Regions from separate parts of the Gossypium hirsutum genome. Here region 2 is linked to region 1. The links are chromatin contacts, called in public Hi-C maps. All regions are on one chromosome and are shown on one strand. Each heading gives the region's core, a stretch centred on a gene start, on an enhancer-like site or on the middle of the called end of the contact. The rest is flanking DNA. Distances are from core to core; before and after follow the strand shown. Region 1 has its middle 10 kb from the start of LOC107903828. Region 2 holds the start of LOC107941301 (ADP-ribosylation factor 2-B).

Region 1 (4,788 bases), core at 2,165-4,664:
GCTTTAGTATCAGCTGTTGACAGGATAAGTAGTTTGGAGCTTGACAGTGATGGAGATGAAGAACAAGGAGGCTTGGAGCTGACGGCTTTAAATGGGAATATTGTTTCATGAAAAGTGACATGGCGTATGACATACATTCGACCAAAAGAATCTTGACAACGGTAGCCCTTATGCAACGAGGAATAACCCAAAAAGGTGCATGGTGTTGACCTGTACTGTAACTTGTGAGTGTTGTAGGGTCGAAGGTTAGGAAAGCACAAGCAACCAAAGACATGTAAGAAGGCATAGCTGGGCAAAACTTTGAACAACTTTTCATATGACGAGATGTTGTTGAGAGGTTGAGAGGGCAATCTGTTGAGTAAGTAAACTACAATAGCAAAGACATCATTCCAATAAGTCAATGGCATAGAAACATGTGCCAACATAGAGAGACCTGCTTCGATTATCTGCCTATGTTTTCGCTCAACCAGACCATTTTGAGCTGAGGTATACGGACATATAAGGTGATGCACAATCCCTTGTTGAGATAGGTATAGTTTCAAAGCTTGAAATTCTCCTCCCCCATCAGTTTGAAGAGTTTTAAGCTTGCAACCAATAACTCTTTCAACTTGTCTCTGAAACTATAGAAATATAGTAAGAATTTCAAATTTCTTTTTCAGAAAGTAAACCCAAGTGTAGCGTGTATAAGCATCTGTAAAAGCAACATAGTAGCGAAAATTATTAGAAGTAACTGGAGCTAGTCCCCAAACATCGACAACCACTAATTGAAACGGTGCAGTATATTCAGTTACAGATTTCTAAAATGGTTGCTTATGTTCTTTGCCCAAATGACAAGCAATATACAGAAAGGAACCATTATTTACATTAAGAGGTATGTTACACTTGAGTAGAGCCTTTGTAAGGATAGCTTTACAAGGGTGGCCTAGCCTATTATGGCATACATCAAAAGGAACTACAGAGCTAATAGTAAAACATTAAACTGAAGCAGGTGAGCTTGGCTGAGCAGAACCAGGTAAGTGAAGTTTGTATAATTCATGCTGCACGGACCCTTTAAGAAGCACCTCCCCTGTGTGTATGTCACGAACTTGACACTGTGTAGGAAGAAACTCAAACATCACCTAGTTATCTTTAGTAAACTTTGAGGCAGACAAGAGATTCTTGGTAATTCTAGGACAAACAGTAAAGATCGCATATATAAGAGGCGCGAACAAGTAAGTAAATAAGACTAACTAGGGGACAAGACCAGAAGAGCATTGCCATTACCAACATATACCTTACTTGGACATTTGTATGATGTGATTTCTGCTAGAGAAGTAGGTGAGTGTGTGAGATGATGGGTTACCCTAGAGTCAGGGTACCACGCATTATCTCCAACAGTCTCGGGTATGGAAATGTAAGCCCGGGGATATGGGGCTGCTGGAACAAATGTACTGGTTGATGAGAAACTATCAGTGGCAAAAGGATTAGACCAAAAATATGGTGGCATTACAGATGGAAAAAACCAGTTTGGTGGAGCATTAGGAACAGTAGTTGATGTAGGTGGCATCCAAGGTATCATGGGAGAGCCAACACGAACATATAAACATTGGCCTGTGGAGGCTGAAGTGGCCTATATCCTGTACTCTTGTACGATGCATCGAACCTATAATAGCAGCGATCAACAAGGTGACCTTGTTTCCCACAAAGCTGACACTGAAATCGTGAGCCAGATGATCGACCACGCCCTTGCCCTCGAGTGCTAGTAGAAGGGTGATAAGCTGGTGTAGATTCGTTGTTGTCAATCGGCCTTGCGGACTGATGTGAGACCACATTAGCAGAAACAAAGATCTCAATAACTGGAGAAAGTTACCGTGTTTCAGCATCCAAGAGCATAGTAGTAACACCTTGAACTGTGTAGGGCATTCGACTGGCAGTGATGATTGTAATAATTTACTTATAATTCGAAGGCAAACTATTGAGAATTGGCGGTGACATGCTAATGATCGCTGGTGATCTCCCCACAACTAGCAAGACTAGCACAGTACCCTTTAATCTTCATTAAAAAATCTTTCATAGATAAATCTCCTTTGTGCTGAGAGTGTAAAGCTCGCCTGTAAAACATCAGTCTAGACGTGGTTTTGCTACCATACAAATTAACAATGGAATTCCAAATCTGAGCACTAGTGTCTATACCAATAAGATGAGGAAGAACGGGTGGACTTACTAATTATAAGAGCCAAGATGTAAGAGCACTATCTTGCTGCTCAAACCGAGTAAACTCAAGATTTTCTTGAGGCACACCATTAGCATCTGGAAGGAACTGGGGAGGAGGAACAGTTCGAGGATCCAAGAAACTTTGAAGCTTAAACGTTTTAATCACCAAAAGAATTTGTTGACGCCACAACAGATAGTTAGTGTCATCAAGAAGAACACTAATCTTCTTGGAAGAGAAGAATCGACTATCAACAACACCATCAGTAACACTGGAAGGCATCGCAGGTGCGACAGACTGAACAACGAATGGACTGGAAGATATGAAGAACTTAGAAGACTAACCTCCAGAGATCAATGGACATCTGATACCATGTTAAACAATGACTAAAAGAATAGAACTACTGCATTGAATCAAGAAGATTACAACAGAATACAAAAACTTAACCCACTTGGAAGTATCTGCATGCAGGTTATATAGTAACATAGCCTAACTGCATTGAATAACTGACTACTGACTTTGCTGACTACTAACAACTAACGGCTAATTGATTTTATCAGTTACTCTAACAAACAGTTAGATCTGAATTTTGAAATCTAAAAATTAGATGAACTAAATTTCATGAAAAGAAATATAGAGACTATATTCATAATTTTCGAAAAGTACAAGCACTTATAGTATATTTTAATCTTTTTTTTTGTTACCCAATGATTTAATTATCTTTTTTAGTTATCGATTGGCTAATGTGTTAAAATGTAAACATTTAAAAATCCAACATAGTTGGGTGACATTTTATAACTTTTTATAGTTGAGTAAGTGATTGTTAATATAATTTATCCAAAATAAATAAACATATTAATTTTGGATAATTTTGACAAATATAATTAAGAAAAAGGAAAGGAAAAACATGCAAGTGAAATGATTTATTGGATAACAAAGCAAGTGTTGAGGTTTCCTTCCACTTATTGGCTTTTGGTTTTTTTGTGGGGCTAAATGGAATTTGTTTTTATTCTCAGCAATGATTAGTGGGTGATGCAAGAATAAAATTATAAAAGAAAAAATAGATGGAGAAAAAGAGATGGCATGTGGTTGTTTTCACGCCACTTTATTATTTTATTGATGAGAAAAACAAAATTCAAAATTTAATAATTCAAACCAAATCCCGGTTGAATATTATATTATTTTGGAGGACTTTTTATTTGCTTCCGTCCACATCTGCTCACAACGCAGTCTAATCCCTTATCCCTTCCTATTCCATTTAAGCCTTTTGTCTAATTCTATTTTAATTTTAGTAAATATTAAATTATGGGATCAAATAAAAAGACTGCAATATTCTTGTGAGGTAAATTATTGAACTTGTTTCCTATATAGCTACCTTATGACCCAACAAACCAGAAATATCAGGTTTCTAATATATGCCCACTTTATTTCACAGCAAAGTATGTAATAAGTTAAAAAGTGACAAAACTTTTGGGTTGTTGCTGGCTGCTGTAATAATATTATTTATATTCTACAATAAAATAAAATATTAACAAGTACAATTTAATTGGGTCATCAAACTAGTGTTTAACCATTCTTTTTGGATAATTTCAATTTTTTTATATAGTAATAAAAAGATAAACAAAAGAATGAATAGTTTTTGCATTTAATCTTTTAAGAGCTGTTTTGTGCTTCATAATTTACAATGAAATCACTCATAATTGCATGCATAAGATTTAAATAAAAATGAAAATTTTATGACTTGATGGGGTAAAATGGAGGAATAAGTTAATAGTTGGTTTGGTTGGATGTGAGGAGTGCAGCAGAAATTAGATATTATTGGTTGGAAAACAGAGAAAAAATCTTCAAGAGAATCAGGAGAGGACCATCACCATTATACCACTTGCCAGAAGCCCTGCCTCCTCCTGTGAGACAACCCCCTCATTCAAAAGGAAAAAACAGAGTTTTTTTATATTTTTACTTCCATTTAAAATCAAACAAGAGTGAAATCCTTAATCTCAGAGATGATGTTAATGAAAATGGCTTTATTATTCTTACATCAGGATGTAATCATAATGTAAGAAAATAATAATAATAATAATATAAAGGTTATGGGTGTTGCTAGTAATGAGACATATTTGATTGACCAGAATTATGATGAAGTTGAATCTTTCTTATCCATTTTCTTTTTGTTTTCCATTAGGCCACATTTCAGTGTCGTCCAGCAATTAACAAGAATATTTTAATTAGAGATATAAATTAAAAACCCGTGATATGATAATAAGACAAGAGGCAACAGTGACAAGGTTAGGTTTTGTACCATTGCTCCTTCATCCTTATCCCTAACATGGGTTTTGGATTTATTAAAATAACACACCCATTTTTATATTTGTTCTATCTCCCTCCTCTTGTTTTATTTAAAGCACATCTGTGTTATTTTGGGTTTGATTAATTTGCTGTTTATAATAAGATAAATAAAAATGCAGCTTAAATTAGTCAAGACCAAAAGGTAGGTATGGTAATTTACATTTGTATGATTACAGCTTTTAATTTAATAGGATTATACGGTGACATTCAATCAATCCTAAAATCATAAATCACACCGTCATGATTTGACC
Region 2 (4,987 bases), core at 157-2,656, 430 kb before region 1:
GGTGTGGCATCCTAATATTCGGGCTTGGCAACCAGACCAGGTATAGGGTGTTACAATGATTGTTGCCAATGCAAGATGATGTGGGTTCAAGTACGCTGAAGCACATTATCCTCCTATTTATGGGTTGGGAGGGGCTATGAGTAGTTCTAGGTATTATGTCAAAAAGAGCATATATGATCAGAACCTATAATGAGATTGTAAAAAAAAAATAAAAAATTAAGTTATTTACTTTAATAGAAAATTAAATTCTATTAGTTTATTTAATTACTTGATGAATGTACCGATTAAAAGTTGGTTATATAAAAATTGAACCTACCTCTACTTATTGGGGTTATAAATTAAAAACTAATAGAAAGCTTATAATCTCCACCACCTAGTGTATGCGTAACAAAAAGGAATTTACATATTTTTCAAACCCAATTACCGAATCCAATTCCACATAGGTAATTTTATATATTTGTGAAAATCATATTATTATAAAGATTTTATATTTATTATTTATGCAATAATAAATTTTGGTTTATATAAAATTAATATCTTAAATATTTTTACAAAAGTAACTTATGTTTTATTATCATGATTTTCTATAAAATTTTTAAAATTGAATCGGTTAGACCATCAATTTTTAATTTAACTGATTCGATCATCGATTCAACCAATTCATAAAATAAAAAAACTTTAAAAAAAAGTAGGTGTCCCTTCTCTCATTGTTTTCTACTTCCTATTTACTCTAATCTAATAATAAGTGTCGTCTCTTCATCTTTTTTATTGTCTATCTTCTCTTCTCGTTCTTGTCTATTTGAGCATAGGTTGTTATTTTTTTTTATTCTTTTATTTGTTTCTTCTTCTTCTCATGTTCTTTGGCTATTGGTTTTTTTTTTCATCATCTTCTTCTCTTGTTTGTTTTGCCTACTAAGTACTATAATTAGTAAATTAAACTCAAAAGTATTTTCTTCTTTCTTCTTAAATATTCAGTGCCTCTTCTCTACTGATCTTAAGTTATTTTCTTCATATCTCTCTTTTCTCATACAACAGAGGGCTTAGAAATTCTGATTATCAGGGCTTGAAGAAGAAGATCCAAATTGATTTTGGTGGAAGGAATGTACAAAAAATTATAACATAACTGGTTCTTAACTCGGTTTGAAATGATTCATTAGATTTTTAGTTCTATAACGGTGATCAAACCATCGGAGTGGGATTTTGAAACCACATTTCTAAAACTTCTTCACTTCCTACAATTCTATAAGAAAAGATATTGTGAATCTCTAGTGAGTTTTCACAAAAATATGCTTTGTACTTGCCATAATGATAAATCATGCGCTTCAAAAACCTTTAAAGATATGTTAAAGGAAAATATGATTAAATTATTGCAGTTAAAAAAAGTAGTGCCTTCTCTTGCATATTCATTCTCCATCATTGAAGTACTAGTGGCCATGGAGTAATACAATAACTTAGTCAGCACAAGCAACAACACCAAGTGGATTGGGTCTCAGGGCGGGCCAGAGCCTTAGCATAGCTTAGATTAGGATCTATTCTAATTCTAAGCCCAAACAAAACCTAACGCCTTGAAGGCCCCATTCTCCGAAATCCTCCTAATAAATTAAATCCCACCCCACCCTGTCACCCTCGATTCCAACTTTCCACTTTCATTTTCCTCTTTCAATTCTCTGGGCACCCCTCTCAGATCTTCCAATCTCTCACCATGTACTCTACAAATCTCTCCCTTCCTCTCTCTATGTATCTGTAATCCAAATGTGTTTTACGTTTATTTGTGCTGACGGATCTTTAACTATTTGATCCTTGATCTAGATCTGGATTTATGTTTCCCCTGGGATCTTGATTTCTACGTAATATAGCATATTACTAGTATTAGAATTCATATTGAATCTATTATTTTTTCTACAATATCTGCTTGTTTTGTTTGATCAGGGTTATATTTCTATCATTTGATATGATATGATGTTCTAGCTAATTCCGATCCTGTGTATAAATTGTTCTTATCTCTGAAAACGGATGGTTTATATTATATGTTACCATTTATATGTCAAATTGGTTTTGTTCCTTTTTTTTTTCATTTTATTAATCGGGCGAATAAGCTGGGATGGACCCTTTTTGTGTGTGTGTGTTTTTTTTTCTCAGCCAGAATAAAAGGATGGGGCTTTCTTTTGCTAAGTTGTTCAGTCGCCTGTTTGCCAAGAAGGAAATGCGTATTCTGATGGTGGGTCTTGATGCTGCTGGTAAGACTACCATATTATACAAGTTGAAGCTCGGAGAGATTGTCACCACGATTCCCACTATTGGTATGCTCTTATTGTTAATTTTTCTGCAATTATTTTTTTATTTGTTTATAGATATTGATGCTTATTGCTACCTTTCCCAGGGTTTAATGTGGAAACTGTGGAATATAAGAACATTAGCTTCACCGTTTGGGATGTTGGAGGTCAGGACAAGGTAATATTACAGAAACTCGAAAAATGTTGCAGAACAAACCATAATTAGTCATCATTTTACCATTATATTGTTTCCCTGGGTCTTATTGCTGGAACATGATATTTTACCCTGGGTAAACTGTACAATACATTGATGTTTCAACTAATGGATATGCTTATGGACGATCTTATGCTGATGGCATCAGCATATAAGATAATCATAATCTACATCTACTAATGCCACCTCGTCTTTCTAGTTTATCCTTCGGTGGTATGAGGAGAGGCTATCCATGTCGTGCCTGTTGCATTATTTGGCATCTTGCCTTTATTGTATTTTCTTGCAATCCATTGTGCTTATGGATGGTCCTGTGCTGATTAGATTGTCATTCGTCAGCACATAACATATTCATAAGCTACATTTATTGCTGCTACCTTGTTCTTCTGTTTTCCTCCCTGAATGAGGAAGGCTCCAATATATAGTGCAACCAACATTATTTCTTCTTTATAGTTAAGTACTGGTGATTTTGTCTGCAAATTGTTGCTTGCCTTTTGTGGTACTTGCATTTGCCTGTTTCTTAAAATTTAGGAGTGAAATATCTCGAGTCTGATAGCATGTCTTGTTCTAATGGCTTTATGGGAACTTTCAGATTCGACCTTTGTGGAGGCACTACTTCCAAAATACTCAGGGGCTAATCTTTGTTGTGGATAGCAATGATCGTGATCGTGTTGTTGAGGCCAGGGATGAGCTTCACCGTATGCTAAATGAGGTGCCAGATTGCTTCTTTGCACTTTGTTGGTTTGGTTTCTCTGTTGACTTGAAATTTTCAATAATGAGGTCTACATGTAGCTGTTATGCATGTGTAATTACTATTTTCAATTATTTTGTTGCTTATAATATGTGTAGGATGAGCTGAGGGATGCTGTGCTGCTTGTATTTGCAAACAAGCAAGATTTACCAAATGCTATGAATGCTGCTGAGATCACTGATAAACTTGGTCTTCATTCCCTCCGTCAGCGCCACTGGTATAACCTTTTCCCTGTTTGTTTATTTCTAGATTGGTCTGCCAGTTGTCTGTTTTGTTTTAAAATCTCTCTTGTGAGTCACAGGTATATTCAGAGTACGTGCGCTACCTCTGGTGAAGGGTTGTATGAGGGTCTGGACTGGCTCTCCAACAACATAGCTAACAAGGTAGGTTCAGACTGATACGTGTCCTTTATTGATATTGTTCTGTTCTAATTCTCGCTTCCGTTCATTGTATTTTTCCTAGGCTTGAGGTGGTTGGTAGAAGGTCGGTGACATTTACATTTGGGCTAGCAATCTTTGTGGAATTCGGATATGTATACTTCTATTTTATGATGCGTTATTGGGGTATTGTTTTTTCGTTTTTGCTCGACAACTTTTAAATGAAATGGATGAGCTTGTGTTTAGATATGTGGGCATTTGGACTGCCTGCATGCTTTGTAGATGGAATTCATTGCTCAGAGTTAATTGACGAATTCATTGTTGACATTTCATAGTAACATGTTACATTTTATGAGTTTTACTTGTTCCATTATCAATACTATGTTGATTCTTGTTTGTCCAAGAAAATTTTTAAGCAAGTTGAGCTGAGGTGGGAAGAGTGAGGCCATTTCATTTTATTTTGCATGAGGTTTTAACTGTTAAAAAAGTCTCCTTCACTTCTTAGGAACTCGGCCATTTCACATGTTTATACCTTAGAGACATTAAAGTAGTTTTCGTTTTGGACAATGTGACTGGTTTGTTTGCTGCAGGGTTAAGCCACAAAACACCAAACCATTGAGGACAAGAGGAGAGCCAGTGACAATGTGACTGCTTTCCTTCATTCAACAGACTTAAAATGTTTCTCATTACCAGTATTATCCAAGGAATTCTGAGTTTCAAGAATCGCTTCTGTATAATTATAATAGTAATAATAAGTCGGGGTGGAACGAAATCAACCCAAATGATCCAGCAAACACACAATTTGAATTTACATGTTTTATACAAAATGCATTTATTAGTTAAAGGATATGCCTCAATTATCCATTTCTTTTAAAATAAAAGTATACGACTTGATTCATCATTCAATTTTTATAATCACCCAGATAAAAATATTTATAATTTAATCATTTTTGTTACAATAATTAAATATTTTAATATTTTAGGCACCCCACTATTAACTCACTAATGGAGTCTAAAGTGGCATTCCACATCATTTTTTACCCGCTGTTGTTAATCATCTTCTTCTTCCTTTGCTCTCTGCTTCCGGCACACTCTCTTTCTTCACCCATCACTGCACCGTCAAGGGGTAGCTTGGTATTAAGTAGTGGCTCCTGCGTAACTACGTTCTGAGACGGTGCAGTGCATTGCATGAATGACGGACTGAGACCAAATAGTTTTGGTTTATCTAAAAATTCTAATGGATGAGTGGGTGAATTATGCATTGCAACTGCCCATGTTTGTATGTATGTACGAGGATTACCGTCATTCTGGGCCATTGGTAAAGGAAAATTGAATCCCTTACTATATGTGCATTTTTGTCAATGCATATGAATTG

What was found. Hi-C and Micro-C count contacts between places; a contact is called where the count stands out from the background.
Region 2: a Hi-C map of leaf shows a contact between it and region 1, with 2.6 times the contacts expected there. The contact joins the promoter of LOC107941301 here to the enhancer-like site in region 1. A contact is called at or near these places in 2 of 34 Hi-C or Micro-C datasets (both in leaf).

What each region holds. Positions count from the first base shown.
Region 1 is chrA13:79,999,332-80,004,119 of Gossypium_hirsutum_v2.1, reverse strand. No RefSeq gene overlaps it. Among protein-coding and RNA genes, the nearest start is that of LOC107903828, 10 kb to the left of the region's middle. Within about 2 kb of position 3,414, at least 5 of the 9 cell types and tissues checked have an H3K27ac peak or open chromatin away from gene starts, as enhancers often do. A contact at or near this core is called in leaf, where this site is marked.
Region 2 is chrA13:80,430,380-80,435,366 of Gossypium_hirsutum_v2.1, reverse strand. It overlaps LOC107941301 (ADP-ribosylation factor 2-B), which reads left to right and starts at 1,406. Exons shown (of 7, transcript XM_016874863.2): 1 at 1,406-1,704; 2 at 2,140-2,300; 3 at 2,381-2,451; 4 at 3,077-3,196; 5 at 3,334-3,452; 6 at 3,537-3,618; 7 at 3,698-3,944. The coding sequence starts at 2,153. The coding sequence ends at 3,703.